Regions from separate parts of the Sus scrofa genome. Here region 2 is linked to region 1. A link is a contact called in public Hi-C data. All regions are on one chromosome and are shown on one strand. The core of a region is the stretch at or near the end of the contact, and the rest is flanking DNA. Distances in the headings are between cores, read along the strand shown. Region 1 has its middle 9.1 kb from the start of KLHL5. Region 2 has its middle 51 kb from the start of CHRNA9.

Region 1 (2,756 bases), core at 76-2,575:
TTCAGTTAATGTTAAGTGTTCTGAAAAATAATAATAATGCAGAGTATGATGTGCTAACAGAGAGCTGGGCAAGGTACATGGTGGTTCAAATAGGCTTTGTCTTTTTTTTTTTTTTTTTTGCCTTTTCTAGGGCCGCTCCCGTGGCATATGGAGGTTCCCAGGCTAAGGGTCGAATCAGAGCTGTAGCCACCGGCCTACGCCAGAGCCACAGCAATGCAGGATCCGAGCCGCGTCTGCGACCTACACCACAGCTCATGGCAACGCTGGATCCTTAACCCACTGAGCAAGGCCAGGGATCGAACCCGCAACCTCATGGTTCCTGGTCGGATTCATTAACCACTGCGCCACGACAGGCACTCCATCAAGAAGGCTTTATATGATTTCTTTTACAGGGCACTGGGGAAATGCCAAAGCCCAGGGGTTGCGAGAGGCTGGAGGCAGAGGGAAGGGCTGACTACAAAGGAGCACGAGGGAACTTTCAGGGAGATGGAAATGTTCCCTATCTTGATTATACCTGGACAATGGCAATGATGAGACCACTATGCCCAGCTCTAGCGCTGTACACTACAAAGGGTAGATTTTACTCTACATAAATTGTAGCTCAATAAATATAATCACACACAACCCCCTTCCGCCACACTCACTTTTTACTGTTTTAGAAATGGAGATTACTGGAGTTCCCTTCGTGGCTCAGTGGTTAACCAACCCGACAAGGATCCACGAGGACATGGGTTCAATCCTTGGCCTTGCTCAGTGGGTTAAGGATCCGGCATTGCCGTGAGCTGTGGTGTAGGTTGCAGACGAGGCTTGGATCCTGTGTTGCTGTGGCTGTCGTGTAGGCCAGCGCCTACAGCTCTGATTCTGCCCCTAGCTGTGAACCTCCATATGCTGCACCTCTGGCCCTAAAAAGACCAAAAAAAAAAAAAAAAAAAAAAGGAAATTATTGAGAAAGGGGGTGGGGTGTTGTTTCTGAGGCTGGGAGTGTGGGCCAGAACTTAAGCTGGAGAGAAATCCAGAGAGAGCCTCAGGTCAGGCCAGCAGGAGACCACAGCGTTGCCCCTGCCTGCCTTGTTACCGTCAGTGGCTGTCGTGAGGCTGTTGCACAGGAACTCAGGGCATGTGGGCACACAGGGGGTCACCCCTTAGCAGCCAGTTCAGCCAGGCCAACTTGGGATATACAGCCAACCTCTCAGAGAACCGGAAAAGGTGCTCAGCTTTGTTCAGACCGCAGGCTGCGGTTCATTGAGCTGCCTTCTCTGCTCACCTCCCCTCTGTGGCAGATCTGGTTTGCTCTGCTGCCACCGTGTTTTGAACTCTCAAGACTGGGCAGAGTTCACCGGAGGTCTTCACCCACAGGCCTCCTTCACGTGCCCAACCCATACATGGCTGCTTTGCCTGCGCTGTCCCCACCCATCACCCATGACAGGAAAAGCAGAGTCTGTTTTCACTAACAAACCCCGCTGCTCTGAAAGATAGCAGCTTGTGCAGGAAGGAACCTGTTGGAGCCACTTTCCTTAAAAGGAGTATGAGGCAGGCTTGTCTGCCCAAGCAGTGCCCGCAGAGAGGGCAGGCGAGAACGGAAAGCCACCCTGGAATGGGATTCCTGGGACAACTGTTGTATTTCAGTCTCTGGGAACAAAGTTTCTGGCAACTAACTGGACCTTGAAATGTATTACCATGCTAATGACATGTATAAAGAACTAGACAAGCATATGGAAACATTCCTCGTGATGCTAGAGAATAACAACTTTGACTCTTTGGAAAATCGAGTAAAATCGACTGCTGAGCATCTAAATGTTTTAGGTCCAAGAGATAGGTCCAGCCTCAGATTAAAAAAAAAAAAGGCTGTAGCAGAAGGGTTACTTCGAATCCTTACTAATACCATTTCCTGGTTTTTGCTGGCAATGGAGAGAAGGAGAATCAAACATATTCATAACTTGATATTGAAATGCCCTCTTGTTACAGCCAGTTTTGTTGTTGTTTTTTTTTTTTTTTTTTTAATCCAAGGCTGGATCTATTGCATCTCATACTCTGAGATGCTGAGCAACTAATTATGCTCTATTTCCTAAAGAGTCAAAGGTTGGTTGTTTTATTCTAGCATCATGAAGAATGTTTCCATTGTGCTTTTCTATCTCTTGATGACCTGCAATCTGTAAGTAATGTTATTTCTTGATTTTCTTGGGGACAGAGGGGAGGAGAATGAAATGTTTGTTTTCTTCCTTCTTTGTCTTGCAAGACCATTGACTCTGAGACTGTCTTCGAATGTGTGCAGTGTGTGCCACCTTCCAGTCACCCACTCGTTTTATATCTCAGGTCAGCTGCTTGTTACTCAGCCAGAATCTTTACTCAAGAATTCCATGCTTGGAGTTCCCGTCATGGCTCAGTGGTTAACGAATCTGACTAGGAACCATGAGGTTGCGGGTTCCATCCCTGGCCTTGCTCAGTGGGTTAAGGATCCGGCGTTGCTGTGAGCTATGGTGTAGGTTGCAGATGTGTCTTGGATCCCGAGTTGCTGTGGCTCTGGTGTAGGCCGGTGGCTACAGCTCCGATTCGACCCCTAGCCTGGGAACCTCCATATCCCGGGGGAAGCAGCCCTAGAAAAGGCAAAAAGACAAAAAATAAAAAAATAAAAATAAGGGCAGTCGTATAAACAGTGTGCTAACCACTTGCTGTGTTGCAGGCCCGGGGCTAGTGCTGGCTCTGTGTTACCCCATGGGACCCCCTCCGTGAACGCAAGTGGGAAGCACCAACCCCTC
Region 2 (2,756 bases), core at 76-2,575, 1.1 Mb after region 1:
TGGCATGATGGATCCGGGAGCAGGCGAGTGTTAAATGAGAACACATGATCTCTAAGGTTTCTTGTAGTTTTCACCCTTCTGAGCCCAGGCAGGGGACAGAGTGACAGAGGCACACAGGGATGGCAGCTAGCGTGCAGCGGCCCTTACCCAGTCAAGCCACTTTTCTGTAGCAGATGTTTCTTTCACACTGATGAGGCATGGAGTGAGTGGCACAAAATGAGAGATGGTATAAAAAACTGAAATGTAATCTTGAAAGTTTAGTACTGTACAAGATGCGAAGGGAAAAACCTCAGGAAGTTTGTCATTTAGCAGAAAACTTCCAGATGGAAGGGTGACAGAAGCCCTGTGGCTTGTCATCCAAAGGCCTAGAGTCTTGTAAATATCTTAATGAACAATGCTTCCAACCAGCTGGAAGCCAGCTTCTTAACTGACATCTGGAAAAGACTAGTGGACATCAGGGGAGGCCCCAAAGAAATGAGGCTCTGAGAAAATATGGACTAGAAAACGCGCCCTGTACATAGTCCCGGGTTTATGCCTTTGCTTTGGACATGGGATTGACCCAAGATACTCTGGGAATAAGTCAGTCTGAACCCCTTAGCCTCTGCCCTAGCGACCCGGCTCTAAGGAAAAGAAGCCTTTCCTTCTCCTCTGTGTCCAAGGTACTCAATCCTTGTGCTGTGATGTGCTTGAGCTAAGGACATATTAGGCAGGGCGAAGAGCATTTGGTAGGGTGCCACCTGCCTTCACCCTATCTTTCTGTCTGCTGCAGCCCAGAGATACAAGCTTTGATTTCATCCAAGTCCTCTTTCAGTTCCTCTCTCTTGCTTTTTTCTTTTTTTTTTGTTTTTTGTTTTTTGTGTGGCCATACCTGCAGCATGTGGAAGTTCCTAGGCCAGGAACTGAACATGCACCACAGCAGCAACCCAAGCTGCTGCAGTGGCAATGCTGGATCCTTAACCGCCTGAGCCACAAGGAAACTCCTCTTTCTCACTTTTAAATAACCATCCACAGTGCCTCGTTCAGAAAGCAAAGACTTTGCCTCATTCAACCAGAGTCCAGAGGGAAATGCTTTTCTGAAAGAGGAGAGCTGTCTTCCCCAGTCGGCTGCCATCTATTTTGGGGGTAGGATCCCAGGAGTTGGTGCTGGGTCCCCAAGCAAATGCCGACAGGTCTGTCGTGACCTTGTCCCAAGAGCATGTTTATCCCCCCTTGAAGCAGCGTTTTGAGTGTGGTTGTTGTCCACACCCCCAGGCCCTGCTGCCCAGCACCCCGCTCTCTCTTCTACCCCTGTGGTTAGAGAGACGTCCCAGTTTGCTCCTCGTCCCGGAACCTTGGAACTCTGTCCAAAGGGAGCAGTAAACAAGCCTTCTGGGCTGTCCGAGGTCTCCGCTGTCTGAGCCTTGCAACGGCAGCAGCAAATGGTCTCATCTCCTGCGTTGGACAGGCAGGGCCAGGGTTGAGGCAAAGAATCTTGTGTGTCAGAGGATAATGGACTGCTCAAACCAGAGACGCCTCCGAGGTCATCTGGCCCACAAGACACAAGTGAGGAAACGAAGACCTAGAAAGATGAAAGTGCCTGCCAAGGTCACACAGGCAGTAATAACACCAGCTGCGCCAACTTAGCGAGCACCTCCTACCTCAGCTCCCAACAGGCAAAGCATTTTACTCACTTTAAGTCTCCTCACAACAGCCTTACTCGGGAGGCACTGCTGTCTCAGATTTACAGAAAGGATATGGAAGCTAGAGAAGCCAGGTGGCAGTTTTGACAGCCCGGGTGACATGCCCAGGGACCCCCCCCCAGCTGAGCACAAAGCCAGGTTTCCAGCACATGCTTGGCCACTACTCTGTGAAGTAAGACCCCATCTTGTTTTTGGTTTTTGTTGTTTATTTTGGCTTTTTAGGGCCGCACCTGCGGCATATGGAGGTTCTCAGGCTAGGGGTCCAATCGGAGCTGTAGCCGCCGGCCTACACCACAACCACAGCAACGCGGGATCCGAGCCGTGCCTGCAACCTACAGCACAGCTCATGGCAACACTGGATCCTTAACCCACTGAGGAGGCCAGGGATTGAACCTGCAATGTCATGGTTCCTAGTCGGATTCGTTAACCACTGAGCCACGACAGGAACTCCTTGTTTTTGTTTTTTAAATGTACGTTCTTGGGGGAGTTCTCACTGTAGCTCAACAGTAATGAACCTGACTAGTATCTGTGAGGATGCTGGTTCGATCCCTGGCCTTGCTCAGTGGGTTAAAGATCCGGAGTTGCCATGAGTTGTGGTTTAGACCGGTGGCTGCAGCTCTGATTTGACCCCTAGCCTGGGAACTTCCATATGCTGCATGTGTGGTCCTAAAAAGCAAACATTTTTAAAAATTAAAAAAAAAGTAAGTTTATTGCAGTATAGTTGATTTACAATGTTGTATTAATTTCTGTTGTACAGCGAAGTATTCAGTTATATATATTCTTTTTCGTATTCATTTCTATTATGGTTTATCACAGGATATTGAGAATAGCTCCCTGTGCCATGCAGTAGGACTATGTTGTTTAACCATGCTATATATACTAGTTTACATTTGCTAATCCCAAACTCCCAATCCCTCCCTCCATAACACCCCCCACACACACCCCCGCTTGTCAACCACAAGTCTGTTCTCTATGGTAAGACCCCATTCTGGTGCAATTGTCAGAATGATGGATTTTCCCTACCTGAAACATGATTAACAGCTTGCAACTGCTGTTTCATAAGTGACCAGTATACCA

The links. A called contact is a pair of places that touch in the nucleus more often than the background predicts.
Region 2: a Hi-C map of fetal liver shows a contact between it and region 1, with 16 times the contacts expected there. The contact joins two enhancer-like sites. A contact is called at or near these places in 2 of 5 promoter capture datasets (fetal liver and liver), 7 of 47 Hi-C or Micro-C datasets (blood, differentiating spermatogonia, embryonic fibroblasts and 3 more) and 1 of 2 datasets of contacts at active chromatin or transcription factors (alveolar macrophages).

Annotation. Positions count from the first base shown.
Region 1 is chr8:30,351,141-30,353,896 of Sscrofa11.1, forward strand. No RefSeq gene overlaps it. Among named protein-coding and RNA genes, the nearest start is that of KLHL5, 9.1 kb to the right of the region's middle. Within about 2 kb of position 1,326, at least 30 of the 83 cell types and tissues checked have an H3K27ac peak or open chromatin away from gene starts, as enhancers often do. A contact at or near this core is called in fetal liver and liver, where this site is marked.
Region 2 is chr8:31,492,581-31,495,336 of Sscrofa11.1, forward strand. No RefSeq gene overlaps it. Among named protein-coding and RNA genes, the nearest start is that of CHRNA9, 51 kb to the left of the region's middle. Within about 2 kb of position 1,326, at least 6 of the 83 cell types and tissues checked have an H3K27ac peak or open chromatin away from gene starts, as enhancers often do. A contact at or near this core is called in fetal liver and liver, where this site is marked.